Regions from separate parts of the Mus musculus genome. Here all the other regions are linked to region 3. The links are chromatin contacts, called in public promoter capture Hi-C maps. All regions are on one chromosome and are shown on one strand. The core of a region is the stretch at or near the end of the contact, and the rest is flanking DNA. Distances in the headings are between cores, read along the strand shown.

Region 1 (3,837 bases), core at 829-3,328, 650 kb after region 3:
GGGAAAGGAGACAGAAGGAGAAAGGCAGGAAGGAAGGAAGAAAGGAAGGAAGGAAGGAAGGAAGGAAGGAAGGAAGGAAGGAAGGAAGGAAGGGGGAAGAATGAAGAGGAAGACATAGGAGGGGGAGAAAGGAAAGAGTAAAGGGAATTATGGGGAAGAAATAGAAGGAAGGAGAGAGGAAATGAAGGAGGATAGAAAGAAGAGAGAAGGAGGAAGAGGAAGAAAAGTAGGAGAGGGAGAAGAGGAAAAAGAGGAGGAGGAGGAAATGAAGGAGAAGAAAAGAAGAAGGAGGAGGAGGAGAAAGAGAAGGAGGAGGAGGAGGAGAAGGAGGAGAAGAAGAAGGAGAAGGAGAAGGAGAAGGAGAAGGAGGAGGAGGAGGAGGAGGAGGAGGAGGAGGAGGAGGAGAAGAAGAAGAAGAAGAAGAAGAAGAAGAAGAAGAAGAAGAAGAAGAAGAAGAAGAAGAAGAAGAAGAAGAAGAAGAAGAAGAAGAAGAAGAAGAAGAAGAAGAAGAAGAAGAAGAAACACAAGAGCACCAAGACAAGAGAACCAAAAATTAGCCCAGGTCCACCTAAGCCACCTGCCTTTGATCTCCCACCCCCACCTCCGCCAATGCTGTCATCTCTGCAGACTCCTCTATGCCCTGTACTGTATAAGACATCTGATAAGACATCTTTAACTCACCCCTCTGCACCACCCCCTACAAGAGAAAGACTCTAGGACCTATGGCCTAGACTTTTTCTTCTAACCAACTATGACCTGTATACAGCAAGCAACCATCTCCCTCTCCTGTCCTACAGTACTCCACATACACTCAGGAGTCTGAGAATGACATAATCTTTCTCTGACCTACACTTCACATTCCTTAAAGCCTTACAGGATCTCCATATGCTCAGGGACAGGGTGGCCAGGGCACTGATCGCAAGCTTTCCTGGAGGGCTCTCTGCTGGTTCAGCATAGGCTGCCCCCTTCTGGCCAGTAGAGGAATAGCATCATCAAGCCTTCCCAGAGCCTCCAAGAGAATCAGTTTCCAGATGCAAGTGAGAGCATTGGACAGGTGGTGAACAAGCAAGAAGGAGAATACTGAGTTAATAGTCACCTGCACAGAGCTCCCACCTCCATGTTCCCTACCAGGCACCTAAGACCCAGTATGACCTCTGTTGGACACTGTGCCTTGCTCAGGGGCGGTGCAAAGCTGTGCTCGTGGCCCTTACAGAACCAACCAACACCTTATGCAAGGATCATCTTTGAGCCCTAGGGAGACACTAAATACATGGCTCTCACTCCCAAGCCACTCGCCTGACCTCAGCCCCTTGGTCTCTGCAACCATAGACCCATAGATCCAACACCCTTTCCCAGGCTTCAAACAGATGGCTAAGACCTGTCTCAACCATGATGAACTAGATCGTATGTCAAGGTCTCTAATCTGTTCCTAAAATGCCCCCACGGTACCATGTCTATCCTATTCTCTCTCCCAGACAATTCTGCTCGCAGACCTTGAACTCTATAGGCAGACTCCCTTAGCCCCATCAACCTACCTAACCCAGTTTTGGGTAAAGCCTGTCTCTAGCCAGGCTTGGGGGTGTTGGGGTGTCTGCAGGACCAGGGTGGGAGCTGAGGCGCGGGACAGCTGGCCTGTGTCCCCACACTGGGCCTGGGGCCCAGGCAGAGGGGCGGGGGCCTGGCTACTCCAGCCTTGGCTAGGGCTGGGATTTTTTGGCCGGGCTGCCTGGGCCCTCCCTCCTGCTTCCTCTCCAGAGGGCTGTCCTGGCAAAGGCCCCCCTTGCACTTTCTGGCGGGAACAGGGCCAGGAGCAAGCAAACAGCTACAGAGGGAAAGCGGGAAAGCGATGGGGGGGGGGGGGGGCAGAGCACGCGCGCGTCAGTGTGTGTGTGTGTGTGTGTGTGTGTGTGTGTGTGTGTGTGTGTGTGCAGGAAAATAGACCCATAGTCGAGGCAGATTCAGCCTAGGAGGCTTGCAAGTCTGGCCTTTCGTAATTGCCCCCTCCCCCGCGGCCCCCTCCCCCAGCTCCCCCTCCTCCCGCCCTCCTCTCACCCGCCCTCTCTCCCTCCCTCCTTCCCTCACAGCAGCCTACCAGGCAGCAATTACGCTTTGGGGATAAAACGAGGCGCTGAGAGCAGGCTGGGGCAGTCCTCCCCGAGATGGCGGGTCTGACAGCGGTAGTCCCGCAGCCTGGCGTCTTGCTGATCCTCTTGCTCAACCTCCTCCATCCCGCGCAGCCTGGAGGTAAGGGGCCCCTCGCCGGTCCCACGCTGCCCCTCGCTGGTCCCACGCTGTCCACAATCTGCGGGACCCTGCCGGCCAGGTGGCAAGACTGATGGGGAATCCCGGAGATGGATGAGCCCTTCAGCTCCAGATCCCCCCTCCTCGAGACAGGGAGGGTTCTGGGAACTGTCTCCTCTTGGGAGCCAGCTCCGTGTTAGGGGTCCTGTCAAAGCTACACTCCCGCCAGTCAGGATGGTCCCTACCTCCTGTCCAAGCTCGAAGGGGTCCTCTGAGTCACCTGAGTACTTTCCAGTGGTGGTGGCAGTTTGCATACCTGTGCACACCTGTGTACATACCAGCCTGGGGAGAGACAATCCTGGTTTGTCTTTGCTTGGAGATGTTCGGATTCTGTGTGTGTGTGTGTGTGTGTGTGTGTGTGTGTGTGTGTGTGTGTGTATGCGCCCGTGTGTGTTTCATACTATGTTGCACAGGTGTCAGTGTGAGGTTCTAGCCAAGCATGTCCCTGAAGGAAATGTGTCTGGGATGGTATGAAGGTCTGTTCACAAGTCCGTTCCTAGACAGATGGAGGTACAGGGAGGCAAACCGTGAAGTTGTGTGATGGGATCTGCCAAAGTCCAACACCCAGCTGGGCGTGGTGAGCCACACCTGTGACCCCCAACATGTAAGTTCAAAGCCAACCAGACCCCGTCTCAAGAGCAACCAGGAGGGTTGAGGACGTCCCTGTTGATGGAAGGCATGCTAAACATTCTCAAAGCTCTGAGTAAACTAGGTGGGCGTGGTGACACATACCTGTGTGGTGGTCATCGGAGGATCAGGAATTCAAGACATCATTGGCTACCTAGTGAGCCATTTGGGTTCTATCAGGCTGTCTTAAAAAAAAAATGTCCTAAAGACGTCTGGTGCCCAGGTGTAGGACGTCACTGTGTGTGTGTGAGCGTGAGCGAGTCCATGCCTGTATGAGGGTTTGCTGAGATGGAATACAGGCCAGAGCGTGAGCTGGGGAAAGTGCCCATCTCCTGGCAATCAGGACATGGCTGGTATCAGAGGCTGAGCCTCAAGGTATCCTTTTGGTCATCTGATATGTATCCTGACCGGGCATGTTGGGTTATGGGGAGGAAGGAGTCTGCTCCCAGATGAAAGGTGCATCCAGCTGTGGGGAAAGAGGTGTGAACCTATGAACCATCTGCTGGGGTCTGGTTTCCCTAAGAGACCTCATTGTTGTGGGAACCTGAACTTGGACTGGGGACAGGAGGCTACAGGGCGGGGTTGGACAGGGCTGTGGTCAGAGACTGAATAAGAACAGCATCTGTCCCATGAGACTTACTTGCTGGGGGCTAGGAGCCCACTGTAGAACAAGAGTTCCAGGGCTGGAACGAGACTGAGGTTTGTGGGTACCAACGGGAGGACCCATTAAAGAGCAGTGTCTCTGGGTCACCTGACCCTCCTGCCCCAGATGTGGTCTCGTAACATTTGCCCACCCTTCTCCCTGGATGGTTATACTAGTTCATCATAAAGAAACTGTTTATCTTTACAAATAGGGAAGCTGAAGTTAGGCATGAAAAACCACACCTGACACAGGATGCTATCGAGTCG
Region 2 (3,744 bases), core at 499-2,998, 600 kb before region 3:
TGGACTGAGCCATCTCCCTTCAGGGTCCACACCCACCTTCTCCTTGGAACACCAGATTTCAAAAGCTGCAAGGTTAACTTCCCCGCGGCTCTCACCTCCTCTTCACTGAAGAGCTGGCACCAAACTGTCCCTTCTTGATGAAAGCACCAGATCCTCAGAAGCAATAACTTGTCTGAGCTCCCATCTTGATAGGAACAGCAAACAAGAACCCGGCAAATCTGAGGCCTTGCTGACTCAGCCACACCGATTCCGAGGTACCTTTGCCAAAAAGATGATTAAGTCTTCAGTGAAGAATCGGCAAGAGAAAATGAGCGCACAGATGTTGGGTCCCGTGTGCTGTGGCTGGCAACTGGAAATTACCAGGCTTATTTTCCAACAGCTTGGGCAGGGAGCAGAAGCTAGGGACAGTCTTTCTCAGCCCACTCAATTAAACCCTTTCTCAGAAAAGTCTGCGTGAGGACTTCAGAAACCGGTCCCACGGATGGTCCATGAAGGAAATCAACACACCAGAGAGGATAAAAATTTGACCAAAGTCACACAGAAAATAAGCAAAGAGACTTGACACCTTGACCAACTGAAGTCAATCCTGATTCTCGTGGCTACTGGGAACTCTACATCACAGAACTGTTACTTTTGGGTTGTTGGGGGTTTTTTTGTTTTGTTTTGTTTTAAGCAGGGGCCACAGTATATAGCTTAGGGCTGGACTGGAACTCCTGAGTCTCCAGCTTCTGCCTCACAAGTGCTGAAATTACAGTCATAAATCACCACACCTGGCTAGCACTCTTTTGGGGAGTGAGAGGGATGTAATATAGTATCTTGTGATGAAGCACAGGCAAGCTTTAGCTACCCGCAAACCTTTGTCTCCCAAATACTGGGATTATAAATGTGCAACACATTGCTGGGCTCTCTAGAATTTTAAAGGGGCTAAGACGGCACGGAGAAAAGAGAGTTCATTAAAGGTCTTGCCTGTGAACACATTCCCATTCATGCCACTGTGGAGGCAAAGCTAACGCGGGCAACCCTGCAGCTGTGTGAGGGATAGGATGAAAAGCGGAGCTTCAAAACAGAGACACCCCAAAGTGCCCCAGAGACCCAGTCTGACACAGACCGAGAATGGAAAGGCAAACGCCTCCAAAGTCCAACTCTCTCAGACAGTGGTGGATCCCTATCGCCTGGATGTAACGCCCCCACACACACACAAACGCTCCAGGACTGAAACTGACCCCTCAGGGAGCCAGGGTAGCAATAGCCTCACTGCTCTTCCAGGTCCTGTAGGACTCAAACTGCCAGGGATGCGACCCCTGTCTCTGCAAAAAATAGGGCTCTTACCACACCCAGCCCAGTCCCCAACGCTCAGAGCGTCCCAACTGCGACTTCCCGCCTCCAGGACCCTGGTACCGAGGTGCCCAGGGCTCCCAACGCCCCCAGGACTCACCCATCCCGCCGGCACGGCCCTCCCTCCTCGCACGACCGCCCCCTTCCGGTCTCAGCTTGGCTCAATAGCCCCCTCTCCTCAACCCACCCACCCACCCTCGGGACCCCAGGCTGGGCGCCAGCAGGTGGCCCGCCCGTCCCGCTCACCGAGTCTGAGGGAAGCAGAAGGAACAGGTTGAGAGGACCGCCGACCTCCGGGCTCAGCTCCGGCTCGGCCTGGGAAGAACCCTCGAGTATGTCTCCGACTCCGAGCCGGAGGCAGCCGGAGTGAAACTCGGCGTCGCAGCCTCCAAGCACCGCGCTGCGCATGTCCACCTCACGCAGTGCCTTCTGGGAAATGTAGTTCTGATGAAGCTGAGTGGGCTGAACCAAAGCACACCAGCAGATATAAATGTACCCAGCCTTCTCTTTCTCCTACTGACTTACTCCCTCGCTAATCACTGATGCATTTGATTTTTAATAATTTTTATATTTCTTTTTATTATGTGTGTATATTCTGGAGGGGGGTGTACTTACAGAGGTCAAAGAACAACTTTAGGAGTCCGTTCTCCGTGTCCACCTTCACGTGGGTTCCACGGATCGAACTCAAGGTGTCAGGCTTGTCAGCAAATGCCTTTACCCTCTGAGCCCTATCGCCAACCCTGATTTTTCCTTTTGTGGTGTTGAGGATCAAAGTTAATGCAAGCACAGTAGACAAGTGTTCTACTACTAATTAATCCCCAGCTATAAGAGTCCACTTGTAGGGGTGGAAGGGGTCCAGGATCTCATGTACCTCGGAGTGGCTTTGAATTTGTGATGTAAGCCTAGGCTGCTCTTAAACTCTTGAACCTCCTGCCTCTGCTTCCTAATTGCTGAGCTTACAAGCACAGTCTTTAAAAACATAGATTTAAAATTTTTAAATAAGAAAAGAATCTATTAAAAAATGTTAAGCCGGGCGTGGTGGCGCATGCCTTTAATCCCAGCACTCAGGAGGCAGAGGCAGGCAGATTTCTGAGTTCGAGGCCAGCCTGGTCTACAAAGTGAGTTCCAGGACAGCCAGGGCTACACAGAGAAACCCTGTCTCGAAAAACAAACAAACAAACAAAAAACAAAAAACAAAAAAAAAAGTTAAACCTTGGCTTAAGTTGGCCTGGCTCAGTGGTAGAGCACTTATCTATCGAGTAGGCAGAAGACCCTGGATTTGCAAAAGAAGTCCTTAAAATTCCACTTCACAGAGCCTGTTCCATTCCCAGAACCTGCTCCCGGCTCACCAAGCAGAAAAGATGAACACAGCTAGAGAAGTCAAGGAGGCCTGGCCTCAGCAGTGTCACTGAGGAGCAGGGGTGCTTGCTACTGTTTTGCTTGGAAAGGCAGAATTGTGTTGCTTCCTGCCTCTGCTAATTGGTCTCCATCTGACACTGCAGAGGGACAGTCTGATAAGACACAGCTGCTTTGCTCATTATTTCTGATGAATGGATGGCACCTGGCATTTCCTAGTGCCGATGGTAGCCACCAAGGACCCACGTATAATCTATACAGCCAGAAAGATCTTAATGACTTCACAGCCCAAAGAAAACGTGTCTGTCCCCAAAAGCTCTACATAAGTCCCTCCTAGTGGAAGTAGGGGGATTTTTTGTTTATTTGTTTTGGAGACAGGGTGTCTTAGCACCTGGCTTCAGAGATGGCCTGCAACTACTAATCCCCCTGTCTCACCTTCTGAGATTGCAGGTGTGTACTGTTGTTCCCAGCTATAGAGGAGGACCAGGCAGGGGGAGCGGGGGGGGGGGGGGGGGGGGTTACCCAGGGCTTCCTGCACACTAAGCAAGCTCTCTGCTGACTCAGGCATATCCCCAGCCCTCCTAGCCTTAAATGGACTCCTGTCTGCTGATTTCCATTTTGCATCCATGAACTTACAAATAAGGACTCCTATTTTTTATTATTCTCATTTTTTTTTTTTTGTACAGGGATGGGTCATGCCACAGCATTCATATAGATGACAGAGAATGTGTCCTTCAGGTCTCTGCTTCTACCACGTGAGTCCTGGGATCAAACCTAAGGCATGAGACTCGGTGACAAGTGTCTCCACCTGCTGAGCAAGCCATTTTGATGCTCTTGTGTCCATACTTAATTCATCTTCAATATTTAAGTGTAAGCAATCACTTTTTTTTTTTTTGAGACAACTGTTCCCTATGTAGCCAGGCTGGCCTTGACCTCACAATGTATCCCAGTTTACTTCACCCCTCTAGCCTCTTATTTTAAATTGTTCACACAAGCACACAATTAAAACTGTGGTTTTTCTTCTAAATCTGCCTTAAGTCAACTGAATTCACG
Region 3 (3,921 bases), core at 41-2,540:
TAAACTCTAATCCCTGCCTCTCCCCGCTTCTCCCTCATCCATCTAGCCTTCCCTCCCCAAGTCTAGTCTTATCTTACTCTTGATTGTGGAGGAATAGCTCTCAGTCTATCATCCTCAAAAAAAGAAGAAACAAACAAAAGGAGGAACGGAGGGAAGGATGGAAAGGGGGGAAATATGGACTGGGAAGATGGTTCCATTGGTACAGGGCTTGCTGAGCAAGCTTGCTTGAGCACAGTAGGAGCCCCTGTAATCCCAAGCACTGAGGTAGGCACAAAAAGATTTTGGGTCTTTTTGGCCAGCCAGCCTAGCCAGGTTGGTGAGCTCTGGGTTTAGTGAGAGACCCTGTGTCAAAGAATAATGTGCAGTGTAATTGAGAAAGACTTGCTGGGCGGTGGTGGTGCACGCCTTTAATCCCAGCACTTGGGAGGCAGAGGCAGGTGGATTTCTGAGTTCCAGGCCAGCCTGGTCTACAGAGTGAGTTCCAGGACAGCCAGGTCTATACAGAGAAACCCTGTCTCGAGAAACAACAACAAAGAAAAGAAAAAAAGGAGATTGAAAGACACTTGCCGTTGACCCTCAACCTCCACGCAAGTGTAAGATGTGATGGTGTGAATGTAATCCCAGCATACATTCAAGCAAAACACACATTTTAAAAAATTATTTTGAGACAGGGTCTCACTGTGTTGCTCCAGCAGGCCTGGAACTGACCTCGCTGCGATAAACAGTGAGCCTCCACACAGGGCCTGATTGGCCTTTTCCAATACAGGGTCTGACTGATCGGGTTTTATTTTGTTTTAGACGGGGAGGGTCTCACTAAGTAGCCCAGGTTGACTTAGAACTCGGGATCCTCCTGCCTTCACCTCCCAAATGCCGGGATTACAGGCGCGTGCCACCCATCTCCGTTCTGTGCCTTGATTTCTAACATCACTCCTCTGCAGTCCAGGAGCGTCAGGGAAACCTCCAGCGTCAAAAACCGGGCTGTACTTTTCTTCTTTTCTTTCTTTCTTTTTTTTTTTTTTTAAGTTTTGCTGTTTTGAGACAGGCTTTATGTCTCCATGTCGCGCTGGAACTGTCTTTGTGAACCAGGCTGGACTCAAACTCACGGAACTCCTCTTGCCTCCGCCTCCCGCGTTCTGAGAGGCAAGGCGTGCACCGATCCGCCTACCTAAGCTGTAATTTTTCAAACTAGGGCTCTCGCGCCGTGCTCCGCACGCGGCGGCGGTTTCCCCTTTCCACCCGGCGCGCCGCGTCGACGACAGTGACGTCGGCGGCGGCGCGCGGCGCGGTGTACCCTGGGATATTTAAGTCCGCTCCGCGGCGCGGAGCCGCGATGTCTCCGGCGGCTGCGGCGGCTGACGGAGGCGAGCGGCGGCGGCCCCCGTTGGGCGGACGGGAAGGCCGGAGCCGGGCCCGCGGCTACGGAGGACCGGCGGGTGCTGCGGCCCTCGGCCTAGCGCTGCTCGGCCTCGCGCTCTACCTGGTGCCCGCGGCGGCCGCGCTGGCCTGGCTGGCCGTGGGGGCGAGCGCGGCCTGGTGGGGCCTGAGCCGAGAACCCCGCGGCCCGAGGGCCCTGTCGTCCTTCGTGCGCGACGCGCGCCGTCACCCGCGGCCAGCTCTCACCGCTTCACCGCCTCCGGCCAAGTCACCAGTCAACGGTAGCCTCTGCGAACCCCGCAGCCCGCTGGGAGGCCCCGACCCGGCTGAGCTCTTACTCATGGGCAGCTACCTGGGCAAGCCCGGCCCGCCCGAGCCTGCCCTCCGGCAGGACCCAAGGGAGAGGCCGGGGCGCCGCCCACCCGCACGCTCCCCGCCTCCGGCCTCGGCGGTCCAGCGAGTCCACCACGTCTACCCCGCGCTCCCCACCCCGCTTTTGCGACCCTCCCGGAGGCCGCCCCACCGGTAAGCCCCGGCGATCTTCCCAGGGTGGGGTCTCTGCGGCCGCGGATTTGACGTAGGGCTCAACCTGTAAATCGGATTTAACTCACCTCCCCTTTTTCTTTTCTTTGCCTTTTCCCTTTCTTTTTATCTCTACGCCCTTCCCTCCCTTTTCCCATTACTCTCTTTTCTCTTTATTTTTTTTCTTTTTCTTTTTTTTTTTTTTTAAGAGAGGGTATTTGATGGCATAGGCTGTCTAATCTCAACCCCGTTCTTTGGCTGAGCCTGTCCTTGAACTCATCCTCCTGCCTCGTCTTCTGAGCGAGTTCACTGATAGGATTACAGGTTTGCACCAGGTTGTATGCTGTGCTGGGATAGAACCCACAGCTTCAGTCATAGCAGGCAAGCTTGCCCTCTACCTATTCCCCAGCCTTTGGGTTTTTGTTCCCCCCCCCCCCCCCCCCGGAGACAGGATCTCATGTATCTGAGCTGTCCCTTGAACTCATGAGGGTGACTTTGGATTGCTGACCCTCCTGCCTTCACCTACTAAATGCTGGGATTACCGGTGTGCTCCACTACACTCAACCCGGATTCTGGATAAAAGCATTTTTTTCTTTTTAAATTGCATATTCACAGGGAGATGAGAGGATAGCTTGCTGGAGTCCTTTTTCTCTTTCCACGTGAATTTGAGGTTGATCTTGGGTCTCCAGCTTGGCAGCAAGCTCCTTCACAAGACGTTTCACTGGCCTTGATAAGTCTGCTTAGTTGAGGTGGTGAATACCTGTTAATGTTTGGTTTTTGCTGTGTATTGGTGGTTAGTTGGGGGAAAGGAAAAAAAAAAAAACTATTCCTACACATCCCAACTGCATGTGCTTTTCTTCTGAAGTACCCATGTGGGCAAGGTTTCCAGTTTCCCTCTTAATTTGATGAAGTCTGTGGTAGAGACAGCCATTAAGCAACTGATATTTTCTGCCTTTGGATGAAATGGGAGAAATGTGCCAAAAAATGCTACGTTCTCTGCTGCTTAGAGAAATTTAAAGTCTGAGCTGTTAGTGTCATAGAGTGCTTTGTCCAGCATGCACACACCCCTAGTTTCTGCTACCAGCACTGTCTAACAGAAAAATAAGAGGTTGAAAGAAGTGTTAATGCCTCTTGTTTCTGCAGTCAGTTGAATTTGGTGTTCTTTTAAGACTGTGGTTCCAGACTGGAGAGATGACACAGTGGTTACTAGCACTGGCTGCTTGCTCTTCCAGAGGTCCTGAGTTCAATTCCCAGCAACCACTTGGTGGCTCATAACCATCTGTAATGGGATCCGATGCCCTCTTCTGGTGTGTCTGAAGACAGCTACAGTGTACTCATATAAATAAAATAAATTAAAAAAAAACAAAAACAAAAACTGTGGTTCCATCAAGTGTCTGTCTCCTGTTCTCCACAGAGATTGTGGGCCTTTGTCCAGTCGGTTTGTTATAACACCCCGAAGACGATATCCCATTCAGCAAGCCCAGTATTCCTTGCTTGGGGCACTTCCAACCGTCTGCTGGAATGGTGGCCATAAGAAGGCTGTGCTGTCTCCACGGAACTCCAGGATGGTGTGCAGCCCAGTGACAGTGAGGATTGCCCCTCCAGACAGCAAGCTATTCCGCTCATCAATGTGAGTACCTGTGTGTGTGTGTGTGTGTGTGTGTGTGTGTTTGTGTATACAAACTTGTGTGTGCAAGTAACCTTCTGTACCTGTGTGGACACCACCAGAAGAAGGCCTCAGGACTCTATTGCTCTCGCTTTTTTTCCTTTCAGGCCAGAGTCTCGCTGACCCTGGGGATCATGTTTGGGTCTAGCTGTTGAAGCCCCAGCTGGCCTTTTTCCCTTGGAGCTGTGTCTCTAGGGGTATGCAGGATGCCAGAGCCATTTCTCCAGTGTGCAAGCGTGCAGGCATGCACACATTCATAGACCAGGCTGGCCTAAAATTGCCTGAGTAGCTCAAGCTGTCTGGAAACTCAGGATGATCCTCCTGCTTCTCACTGTTGGGATTAAAGGCTCACGCCACCA

The links. Promoter capture Hi-C pulls out the DNA fragments that hold promoters and counts their contacts.
Region 1: a promoter capture Hi-C map of liver shows a contact between it and region 3. The contact joins the promoter of Eln here to the promoter of Pom121 in region 3. A contact is called at or near these places in 3 of 39 promoter capture datasets (cranial neural crest, liver and maxillary cranial neural crest).
Region 2: a promoter capture Hi-C map of liver shows a contact between it and region 3, with 5 times the contacts expected there. The contact joins the promoter of Dtx2 here to the promoter of Pom121 in region 3. A contact is called at or near these places in 3 of 39 promoter capture datasets (liver and pre-B cells) and 1 of 115 datasets of contacts at active chromatin or transcription factors (bone marrow-derived macrophages).

Annotation. Positions count from the first base shown.
Region 1 is chr5:134,745,564-134,749,400 of GRCm38.p6, reverse strand. It overlaps Eln (elastin), which reads left to right and starts at 2,078. Exons shown (of 37, transcript NM_007925.4): 1 at 2,078-2,244. The coding sequence starts at 2,160. It overlaps Gm30003 (a long non-coding RNA gene), which reads right to left and starts at 3,689. Exons shown (of 4, transcript XR_868587.3): 1 at 2,093-3,689.
Region 2 is chr5:135,992,804-135,996,547 of GRCm38.p6, reverse strand. Dtx2 (deltex 2, E3 ubiquitin ligase) reads right to left here and starts at 1,748. Exons shown (of 11, transcript NM_001256096.1): 1 at 1,582-1,748; 2 at 96-258.
Region 3 is chr5:135,391,915-135,395,835 of GRCm38.p6, reverse strand. It overlaps Pom121 (nuclear pore membrane protein 121), which reads left to right and starts at 1,290. Exons shown (of 13, transcript NM_148932.2): 1 at 1,290-1,899; 2 at 3,311-3,526. The coding sequence starts at 1,331.